Linked DNA regions of Sus scrofa: region 2 is linked to region 1. A link is a contact called in public HiChIP or PLAC-seq data. All regions are on one chromosome and are shown on one strand. Each heading gives the region's core, a stretch centred on a gene start, on an enhancer-like site or on the middle of the called end of the contact. The rest is flanking DNA. Distances are from core to core; before and after follow the strand shown. Region 1 overlaps CEP250 (centrosome-associated protein CEP250). Region 2 overlaps PHF20 (PHD finger protein 20).

Evidence for each region. HiChIP or PLAC-seq counts read pairs in DNA pulled down with a chosen protein or histone mark.
Region 2: a contact with region 1 is called in an H3K27ac HiChIP or PLAC-seq map of alveolar macrophages. The contact joins two enhancer-like sites. A contact is called at or near these places in 2 of 2 datasets of contacts at active chromatin or transcription factors (alveolar macrophages and skeletal muscle).

The regions. Positions count from the first base shown.
Region 1 is chr17:38,842,943-38,848,476 of Sscrofa11.1, forward strand. It overlaps CEP250 (centrosome-associated protein CEP250), which reads left to right. Exons shown (of 34, transcript XM_013985307.2): 20 at 1,494-1,661; 21 at 2,068-2,202; 22 at 4,441-4,584; 23 at 5,411-5,534. Among named protein-coding and RNA genes, the nearest start is that of C17H20orf173, 32 kb to the right of the region's middle. Within about 2 kb of position 1,394, at least 26 of the 83 cell types and tissues checked have an H3K27ac peak or open chromatin away from gene starts, as enhancers often do. A contact at or near this core is called in alveolar macrophages, where this site is marked.
Region 2 is chr17:39,151,925-39,157,465 of Sscrofa11.1, forward strand. All of the region lies in intron 4 of PHF20 (PHD finger protein 20), which reads left to right. Among named protein-coding and RNA genes, the nearest start is that of PHF20, 62 kb to the left of the region's middle. Within about 2 kb of position 2,302, at least 1 of the 83 cell types and tissues checked has an H3K27ac peak or open chromatin away from gene starts, as enhancers often do. A contact at or near this core is called in alveolar macrophages, where this site is marked.

The sequences.
Region 1 (5,534 bases), core at 144-2,643:
ATATAGCTGAGAGTGAAGTCCATGTAGTTCTCCTAATGGAGCTTAAAATCTTGGGGGAGCATAGGTATTAAATGAGTGAGTAAGGGATTATGGAAGTTCTATGAAGAAAAAGTGCTGGGTGTTAGAAGAATAACAAGGGGGACCGTTTTGAGTATATGGCCTAGGAAGGTGTCCCTGAAGAAGTGTTATTTAAGCTGTGAATGGCCATGGGGTGGGAAGAGTGGTCCAGGTAGAAGGAAAGCATGAGTAAAGGCCTTAAGGAGTGGAGATGTGTGGTGTTTTCAAGGACCTGAAAGGAGGCCCATGCAGCCAGAGTGTAGCAAGTGAGGGGAGAGTGCACAAGGCGGTGTTGGAAAGGGGCTAAGCACCAGAGGCATTCCCACTCCTGGGTGGGTAACTGCAGACTTACATACATTTTAAAGGAAAGGTAACATCCATAGCTGTTAGCTGCTGAGCACTTTCTGTGTGCTAAGCACCACCTTAAGTGCTTTACGTGGCTTGCCTCACTCCTCAAAGCAACCATAGGCATATACTCTTGTTATCTCCATTTTTTGTCTTTTTAAGGCCACACCCATGGCATATGGATATTCCCAGGCTAGGGATCAAATTGGAGCTACAGCTGCCGGCCTACCCACAGCCACGGCAAGATGCAAGATCCAGGCTGCACCTGTGACCTATACCACAGCCACAGCAATGCCGGATCCTTAACCCACTGAGCAAGGCCCGGGATGGAACCCAAATCCACATGGATACTAGTCGGGTTCGTTACCACTGAGCCACAGTGGGAACTCCACTAGTCAGGTTTTTAACCCACTGAGCCGCAACGGGAACTCCTCATCCCCATTTTTATAGATGAGGAAACTGAGGCACAGAGATGCAATAGAAATTACCTGAGGTCACACTAGTAGTGTTGGGTTAAAGACTGTAACCCAGGCAGCCCAGCTCCAGAGCCCTTCCCACCATCCTGACATCCTGATGGCCAGGCTGGGTTGGTCTGGGAGATCAGGGAAGCTTTGGTCACTGGTGGATCTCTAGGAGGACCAGGATGCCCCATCCTAAAGCTCTTATTTGTGTTGGAGACATCCTAGCTAGGAGCGGCATGGCTTTTTGGGAGGCTAACCCTGCCATCCTGACCAGGAGGGGGCAGCAGACGGCGAGCCTGCCACCTCAGTGCACTTTTACAACCAACCATGACGCAGTTGCTTTAGAATAACAGATATTTGTAGCTCTTATTAAGGACAGTTGCACTTTAGAGAACACTTTTATGTGTATTATATCATTTGATCTTTTATAAATCTCATTTGATTCTCATAGAATTTGGTAAGGTAGGCAAGGCAAGGATTAGCCTCACCTCACAGGTGAGGAAACAGGCATAGGGAGCAAGGGACCAAGGTCACACAGCAGGAGAGCTGTCGACTTCTTACTCTAGCCCAGTTCTTCTGCCTCCTCTCCTTGCTCATGTGGGCCCCGTGGTGTTTACTTTATGTGCCCAGGAGAAAGAGCGTGCCTGGCACCAGCAGGAACTGGATAAGGCTCTGAAGAGCCTTGAGAGGGAGAAAACGGAGCTGGAAATGAGGCTGAGGGAGCAGCAGGCAGAAACAGAGGCCATGCGGACGCAGAGGGAAGAAGAACGGGCTGAGGCTGAGAGCACCCTGCGCCAGGTGGGAAGCTGGGAGGACTGGCTGTGCTGCCACCCTGTGATATCCTTCCTACCTTTGGCCACTTCCTTTTCCACTCCCAAGAGAGGTGCTGCAGGGCCTTCCAAGAGAGAACATAGCTCCCACTCTGCGGCCCATGAGCAGGTGATCGGTACTGTTAGCTGCAGGGCCTCAGTATATCGTATTTCCTGAGGGCGGGCTGACTTTTACCACATCCTGTCAGCTTGCAAACCAGTGGCAGTCTTCACACTTCCTGGTTCTCAACCAGTGGGTCCAGATCTTCCTTTGCCCTCTGCCCCTACCCCGTTTGCCAGAGGAACCCTAGAGCAGCTGGTGTGTCCTTGTGGCCTAGGGAGTGAGCATGGTGACCCCTGACCCAACAAGCCCTTGCTCTCCTGGCCCTCCCCAGATGCAGCTCGAAACAGAGAAGGAGAGAATGTCCCTCCTGGAGACACTGCTGCAGACCCAGAAGGAGCTGGCAGATGCCAGCCAACAACTGGAGCGGCTGAGGCAGGACATGAAGGTTCAGAAGTTAAAGGAGCAGGTATGGAGGATGGTCCTGGGCAGGGAAGAAAAGGGAACATCGATTTACTCATTCAATACTGACCTGCTCTTTGGCACTTCTTTTTTTTTTTTTTTTTTTGCCTTTTCTAGGGCCGCTGCTGTGGCATATGGAGGCTCCCAGGCTAGGGGTATAGTCAGAGCTGTAGCCGCTGGCCTATGCCACAGCCACAGCAACGCGGGATCCGAGCCGAGTCTGCAACCTACACCACAGCTCACGGCAGCGCCGGATCGTTAACCCACTGAGCAAGGCCAGGGATCGAACCCGCAACCTCATAGTTCCTAGTCTGATTCATTAACCTCTGCGCCACAATAGGAACTCCATCTTTGGCACTTCTTTGCACCAGACCCTGTGCAAGGTGCTAACACTTGACCAACAGAAAGGTGTGGCACTGTGGTGAACGCAGTAGGCATGGGCCCTGCCCTCTGGGACCTTATGTTTTAGTGCCAGAGCAGACACAAAACAAGTGAGATAATTATAGGTTGTGATAAGGGCTGTAAAGGAAATGAATAGGATGATATAATTGGGAGTGATTTAAAGGAGGCCACTTTGGACAAGGTGGTCAGGGAGGGCCTCAGTAAGAAAGTGACCTTTTTTTCTTTTTTGCTTTTTTAGGGCTGCACCCATGCGTATGGAGGTTCACAGGCTAGGGGTCCAGTTGGAGCTGCAGCTGCCGGCCTATACCACAGCCATAGCAACTCGGGATCTGAGCCACGTCTGCAACCTACACCATAGCTCACAGCAACCCCGGTCCTTAACCCGCTGAGCAAGACCAGGGATCGAACCTGTGTCCTCATGGATCCTAGTCAGATTCGTTTCTGCTGCACCACGACCGGAACTCTGAGAAAGTGACATTTGAGCTGAGCTGTGAAGGTTAAAAAGAGCCAGACCCATAGAACAATAGGGATGAACCTCGCAAGTGTTAATGCTGAGTGAAAGAAGCCAGTTACCAGAAGCCACACAGTGTATGAGTCTACTTATAGGAAATATCCAAAGCAGGCAAATCTATAAAAACAGAAAGTAGATGAGTGGTTGGGAGTGAGGATGGGGCTAGGGAGGATACAGTGTTTCTGGGGTCATGAAGTGTTCTAAAATTGATCATAGTGATAGCTGTACAACTGAGAATATACTGAAAACCATTGAATCATATGCTTTAAATGGGTAAATTGTAGGATATGTGAAATAAATCTCAATAAAACCATTAAAAAGAAAAGAAGCCAGCCATTTGAAGAACAGCTTAGACAGGAAATAGCTGTCATAAGGGCCTGAAATGGGCAGAATGGGCCTGGGACAGTTCAGAACAGACAGGAGGCAGCATGAAGTTCAAAGGCAGGAACCCTCCAATTTTGTTCTAAGGGCAGTGGGAGCATGTTGAATAGTATTTAAAATGCCAAGTGGGGAGTACCTGTTGTGGCTTAGCAGATTAAGAACTGTCTAGTATCCATGAGGATGAGGGTTCGATCCCTGGTCTCGCTCAGTGGGTTAAGATTCTGGTATTACTGTAAATTGAGGTAAGGTCACAGATGTAGTTCAGAACCGGCATGGCTGTGACTATAGTGAAGGCTGGCAGCTGCAGCTCCACTTCAACCCCTGGCCCAGGAACTTTCATATACCATAGGTACAGCCCTAAAAAGAAAAATAAGAATCCAAGTGGGACATAGTATATATATATATACATACACACACATATATAATTTTTCTTCCCCACACCCATGGCATATGGAAGTTCCTGTGCCAGGGATCGAATCCAAGCCACAGCTGTGACCTACACCACAGCTATGGCAATGCTGGATCTTTAACTTACTATACACTGCACTACAGTGGGAACACCCTATAAACATAATATGTTTACATATGTATAGTATATATATAAAATACTTCAGCTGTTGAGTGGAGAATTGTATGTGCACATGGGTGTATGGACACACATGGGTGTGGTGGCATGAAGTGGAAGTAGAGATACCCAGCAGAAGGCTGTTGCAGTGGTCTGAGACCCTGGTCAAGAAAGCCTGGGTAGACAGTGCAGTTGGTGAGGGAGGAGAAGGAATAGGAGGTGAGGACTTGAGATGACAGAGCATAGTGGAAACAGCATGGATAGCTGGGCCCTGCCTTAGCTTTTGCCAAGCCAACTAAAAAACCAGTTTTTATACAACATGAATTTCAAGACCAGACCCCAGTTGAAGCTTTTCTCTTCCTCTTGATGGTCTTTTCTCTTTGCAGGAGACCACTGGGATGCTGCAGACCCAGCTCCGGGAAGCTCAGAAGGAGCTGGAACAGGCAGCCCAGCAGCACAGAGACAGCCTTGCTGCCCTCCAAGAAGAAGGCCGTGCCCTGCTGCAGGATAAGATAGACCTGCACAAGCAGGTCCCTCCTCCTCTCTCCCGGCCCCACAGCCCTTCCCCAGCACAGGCAGGCTCTCCCACTCCTTCCCCTAGGATGAGGGGAGCCCTGGCTCTGCTGTCTGAGCTTGGGAGGGGAAGGGAGGCCCCAATACTGAGTGGAAAAGTGAAGGGTACTCAGAGTTGAGCACATGCCTCCCAGAGCCCTGGGGTAGTTAGTAAGCTCTCTTGGTGGGAACCACAGACCTCAGATTTTCTTGGGCAGCCCTGGTGTCAGTTGTTTTTCCATCCCATAGATTGAGTATTTTTATAGTTTTGTTTTTTATTTTTTTAGTTTTTTGCTTTTTAGAGCCACACCCATGGCATTTGGAGGCTCCCAGGCTAGGAGTCAAATCGGAGCTACAGCTGCTGCCCTACACTACAGCCACAGCAACACAGGATCTGAGCTGAGTCTGCGACCTACACCACAGCTCACGCCAATGCTGGATCCTTAACCCACTGAGTGAGGCCAGGGCTCCAACCCACAACCTCATGGTTCCTGGTCAGATTTGTTTCCACTGCGACATGATGGGAATTCCTTTTGCAGTATTTTTAAACATACTTGCTCATCACTTGGCCAGAATCATATTCGGCCAAGATTTTTATTTGTGCCTTTATACAGTGAATGTGAGGCTGAGGAGACAGGTGATGAGGCTGAACGGTAGTGGGAGAGGGAGGTGGTTAAGAACAGCATGTAAGAGCTGCAGAACCTGGGCTGGTGACTGGTAAACCTTTCAGGACCCTAAAGCCCTGGGTGAGAAGCATCCTCCCATGACCTTCCGCCCTTGGTCCTCATGCCCTTGACTTTCTAGGTGGAGGACTTGAAGTCTCAGCTGGTTTCCAAGGAAGACTCCCAAAGGCTGGTAGACCAGGAAGTTCAGGAGAAGCTGAGAGAGGCCCAGGAATGTAGCCGAATTCAGAAGGAGCTGGAGAAAG
Region 2 (5,541 bases), core at 1,052-3,551, 310 kb after region 1:
CCTCAACCCACTGATAGAGGCCAGGAATTGAACCTGCATCTTCATGGTTACTAGTTGGGTTCATAACCACTGAGCCATGACTGGAACTCCCGATATAGTCTTTACGCAAACATGGAAAGGTTGTTGCCACCAACCCTATCCTTATTTTTCAGGAACTAAGCTCAGGGGAGAAACTGCTGTAAGTTCCAGAGCACAAACATAGATGGTAGTGCTGAGGAGTTCCCTTGTGGTGCAGTGGTTAAGGACCTGGCATTGTCATTGCATTGGCTTGGGTCACTGCTGTGTTGTGGGTTCAGTTCCTGGCCTGAGAACTTCCGTATGCTGTTGGTGTGACCAAAAAAAAAAAAAAAAATAGAGCTGAGATCTGAATGGAGATCCTTGGACTCCAAGGTTCATGAAACTGCAGTTCTACAGTGCAAGGCTGCTTCTCTGGAGCAGGGTTTTCCTTAAACAACAGGAGTTGTCAGGGCCGGGTGCTTGCTGGCGGGCATGTGTGTACATGCGTCTGATATGGTATAGTAGGTGTGGATTGTCTGTACTTTCTGGAGCCTGATGGTGTCTTGAGAGCCCTGATGGAAGCTAAGCTCTGTCCCAGTCCCTGCTGGGTGATTACAGGCAGGTCACTCTCCTTGGTATGGACCCACTTGAGCAGTTAGTTAGAAGTGGAAGAAGGAATTGGAATAAATGAGCATTTTTGGAAATTGTTGGCCTCAGAAGCTTATCATGTAAAATTGCTAAGAGGAAATTAGTTAAAGGGAGATTCGCCTGCAACTGTGTGCTTATTCATCCCTCTGTCCACCCCCTGAGGCACATCTATGGGAAGAAACTTCAGGACTTGGAGATATTATGTTTGAAAACTCCTATCTATAGTATTATTGAATTTTCTGACTCTTGGAGAATGAGTGGGATAGAAAAAGGGCCCTAAAGTCACAATTTTGTAGATTTCAAGAGCAGCAGAAATCTGTCCTTTCCAGTCACCTTTGTTCCTCTTTCCTTGTTCCTAGGGAAGAAGAGCTTGCTACATCCCTTCTGCTTTTTGTTCTTACATCCCTTCTGCTATTACTGCTATTACTGACCTCTGTAACGTTGTCTGATACACTGAGTTCTTAACGCCAAGAAGCTCAAGGCTAGGAAGCTTCATTTCATCTGGTACTACTTCTTTTTTTTTTTTTTTTTTTTAGGGCCATACCCACAGCATATGGAGGGTCCCAGGCTAGGGGTCTAATCGGAGCTGTTGCTGCTGGCTTGCGCCAGAGCCACAGCAACACCAGATCACAGCCGCATCTGCGACCTACACCACAGCTCACACAGCAACGCCAGATCCTTAACCCACTGAGTGAAGCCAGGGATCGAACCTGCAACCTCATGGTTCCTAGTTGGATTCATTTCTGCTGTGCCACGATGGGAACTCCCCAAGATAGGAACTTCTTAAGGGAACCTGATGCAGGTGGCATTTGTGTCGTGAATGCTCTTTTTTTAAATTTTGTCATTTATATGTTTTTTGTTAGATGATGTTGTGGCGAAGGGGGACCTCTGTTGCCAGGCTCCCATGGGAGGATTCTGTGGCCATTAGATTGGGGGCCTCTCTCCAGAAGTGAGGCTGGGCCACTGTTGTCCATGGTCATTTTGTTCCCTCTGATTTTTGAAGCCCATGTTAGGCTGTGTGCATGATTAAGGGAGAAGGTTTCAAGATGATCCCTTGTAGTTCTTTTGAAGTAGAAAAGGGTCAGAGCTGGGATATTGTTATCTAAGGATAGTGGTGCTTGCACACTTTTGGCTGTAGATTGGTTCATTTTAGAGTGGCCAGTGGTACTTGGGTCTGGTTTAGAATTTAGGCCGAGAGACTCTGGGACTAGACAGTGTGGGTGATGGGAGAAGAATTAATCAGAGGTCTGCAGATAGGCTTGGGTTTTGCTTCTAGCCCTGTGTTAGACTAACATGGCGCTTGGCGCACATCCCTTCATCTAAGGACTCCATTCTGAGCCTGCCGTCAGGAGTAAGCTTTCAAAATTGACCTGGAAAATGTTGGACTTTTGGTTAATATTATTTATGTTGTCCTTCTGGATATTTGAAATGTCTGTAAAAATGGACAAATTGATGTACCTGATGCTGAACTTTGTTGACAAAATAGTGGAAACAAGGCTTGGGTGGCTGGTTGGCACACTTAAGTTTTCTCGAGAATTGGATTCTTAAAGTCCCCAACCCAAACCTGTCCTCAGACTGGCCAGAGCTTTGCTATGGTTGCATGAAAAGGGTTTGTTTAGAGTTCCACAGCATTGCCTATTATTGCTTCTTTGCTTGCCAACACCCTCACAATAGAAGCAGGAAAACAGGAACTCAGGCCTTTGTTGTAAGTAGTCATCAGTTATTGCCTCATGTGGAATCTTTTATCATAGCTTTCATCTCATTGCTTGTTTTAACCAATTATATTTATATAAATACGTATATATACACACCTATATAAAGCCAGCTATATATCCTTGTATCTGTTTTGTTTGCTAGCCATTTCTTTCTGTGTTGGTGACACTTGTGACAAATAATCGCTTTTTATTTTGTAATTACTAGGAGTAAAATCAGTAGGTAATTAGTAATTGTTTATGACAATAGTTCTCAGACTTCAGTGTGCACCAGAGTCACCTGAAGAACTTATTAAAACATACATTTCTGGAGTTCCCGTCATGGTGCAGTGGAAACAAATCCGACTAGGAACCATGAGGTTGCGGGTTCGATCCCTGGCCTCACTCAGTGGGTTAAGGATCCGGCGTTGCCATGAACTATGGTGTAGGTTGCAGATGTGGCTCGGAACTGGTGTTGCTGTGGCTGTGGCATAGGCCGGCAGCTGTAGCTCTGATTAGACCCCTAGCCTGGGAACCTCCGTGTGCCTCAGGTGCAGCACTAAAAAAGACAAAAAAAAAAAAAAACCAAAAAAAACCCCCACAACAACATGCATTTCTGTTTCACACTCCCAGAGTTTGTATTTTGAACTCCCTGGAGTTCCCATTGTAGCTCAGCAGGTTAGGAACCCAACATAGTGTCTGTCAGGATGTTGATTTGATCTCTGGGTGAAGGATCTGGTGTTGCTGCATGCTGCACGTAGGTTGTAGATGCGGCCCAGATTCCGTGTTGCTGTGGCAGTGGTGGAGGCCTCAGCTGCAGCTGTTTTGACCTCAAGCCTAGGAACTTCCATATGCCATGGGTGCGGCCCTAAAAAGACAAAAAAAAAAGGGCAAAGCTTGACAGTGTGTGTTTGGATGCAACTAATGAGAACTTTTGTAGCTGGATTCCTTGTTTGGGAGGATAAGATTATTTGGATTTCCAGCTTTAATATTTTAGTAGAGAGTGACTTTTTGTAGGACTATATTTTATTTTTTATTTTAATTTTTTTGCTTTTTAGGGCCACACCCGCAGCACATGGAGCTTCCCAGGCCAGGATTGAATCAGAGTTGCAATTGCCGGCCTACACCACAGCCAGAGCAACGCACTATCCAAGCCTCGTCTGTGACCTACACTGAAACTCACGGCACCTCTGGATCCTTAACCCACTGAGTGAGGCCAGGGATCGAACTGTGTCTTCATTGATATTAGTCAGGTTCATTAACTGCTGAGCCATGACAGGAGCTCCCAGACTATATATTTTTTAATGGAATAAAACTAGTAAAATTGACAGTGTAGCAGACACCTTTTACTACTTTGGCCTAGTCTCTGTTTTTAAATATTGTAACATGCAGGTAATTCATACGGATTTTTGAGATTAATCTGACCTCTAAAAACATAATACCTTTAGATAGTCATGTTTCTTTTGAAGCTTTTAAAGATATTACTATCCCTGAGCCCAGAAAAAATAAAGATTAATTGATAAACATTAATAATTCACCAAGCAAATAAATCAATCTGCATTTTCTTTAGCATCCTTTTTTTGTTTTGTTTCATTTTGTTTTGTGTGAGTTCCTGGGCCAGGGATCAAACCCACACCACAGCAGCAACCTAAATTGCTGCAGTGATAACATGGGATCCTTAACCTGGTGTGTCACTTTTTTTTTTTTAATGAAGTATATTTGATGTACAATATTATATAAGTTTCAAGTGTATAATATAGTGATTCAGAATTTTTAAAAGTTATACTCCATTTATTGGTTTTATAAATATTGTCTGTATTCCCTGTATTGTATAGTATATCCTTGTAGTTTATTTTACACATAGTTATTTGTATCTCTTGGTTCCCTACGCCTGTATTGCCTCTCCCTCTTTCCCTCTCCCCACCAATAAACCACTAGTTTGTTCTCTATATCTGTGAATGCTTCTCTTTTGTCATATTCACTAGTTTGTTTTTTTTTAAATTCCACATATAAGTGAGATCATATAGTATTTGTCTCTCTCTGACTTATTTTACATAATGGTCTCCAAGTCCATCTATGTTGTTGCAAATGGCAAGATTTCATTCTTTTTTTATGGCTTTGTGGTATTCCATAATGTGTCTGTAGATATAGACACAGACGTAGATAGAGATAGAGATACAGCACCTCTTTATCGAGTCGTCTGCTGGTGTTCACTTTAGGTTGCTTCCATATCTTGGCTATTGTAAATAGTGCTGCTATGAACATGGGGGTGCAGGTATCTTTTTGAATTAGTGTTTTTGTTCTTTTCAGACATGTACCAAGGAGTGGAATTGTTGCGTCATATGATAGTTCTATTTCTAGTTTTTTGAGAAACTTTCCAAAGTGGCTGTACCAATTTACATTTCACCAACTGTTTAACACCTTAATTTCTCTTTTTGATAGTTCATTGTTGGTGTTTTCTTACATTCTTAATTATTTTACTGCTCTTTTTTCTTTGTCTAAAATCAGTGTAATTTTATTTTATTTTTTTGTCTTTTTGCCATTTCTAGGGCCGCTTCTGCGGCATATGGAGATTCACAGGGTAGGGGTCGAATCGGAGCCATAGCCACCGGCCTACGCCAGAGCCATAGCAACACAGGATCTGAGCCGTGTCTGCAATCTACACCACAGTTCATGGCAACGCCGGATCCTTAACCCACTGAGCAAGGCCAGAAATCGAACCCGAAACCTCATGGTTCCTAGTCGGATTCATTAACCACTGAGCCACTATGGGAATTCCTAAAATCAGTGTAAATTTAATTTTTACGAAGCGTCATGAAAATGAGTTTTTTTTTTTTTTTTTTGGTAGGGCCGTACCCATGGCATATGGAGGTTCCCAGGCTAGGGGTCGAATCGAAGCTACAGCTGCCGGCCTACACCACAGCCACAGCAACGCCAGATCCAAGCCACATCTGCGACCAACATCATAGCTCACGGCAATGCCAAATCTTTAACCCACTGATCAAGGCCAGGAATCAAGCCTGCAACCTCATGGTTCCTAGTCAGATTCATTTCTGTTGCACCACTATGGGAACTCCCCAGAAGTGATTTTTTTCTGATGGATTTTGGTCTGTATAGATAAAAAGATTTGTAAAGAGAAAAAGAGAAAAAGCAGGGATACTATTATCTTGGACATATGTAAGATTGAATGTGATTCTTAAACTTT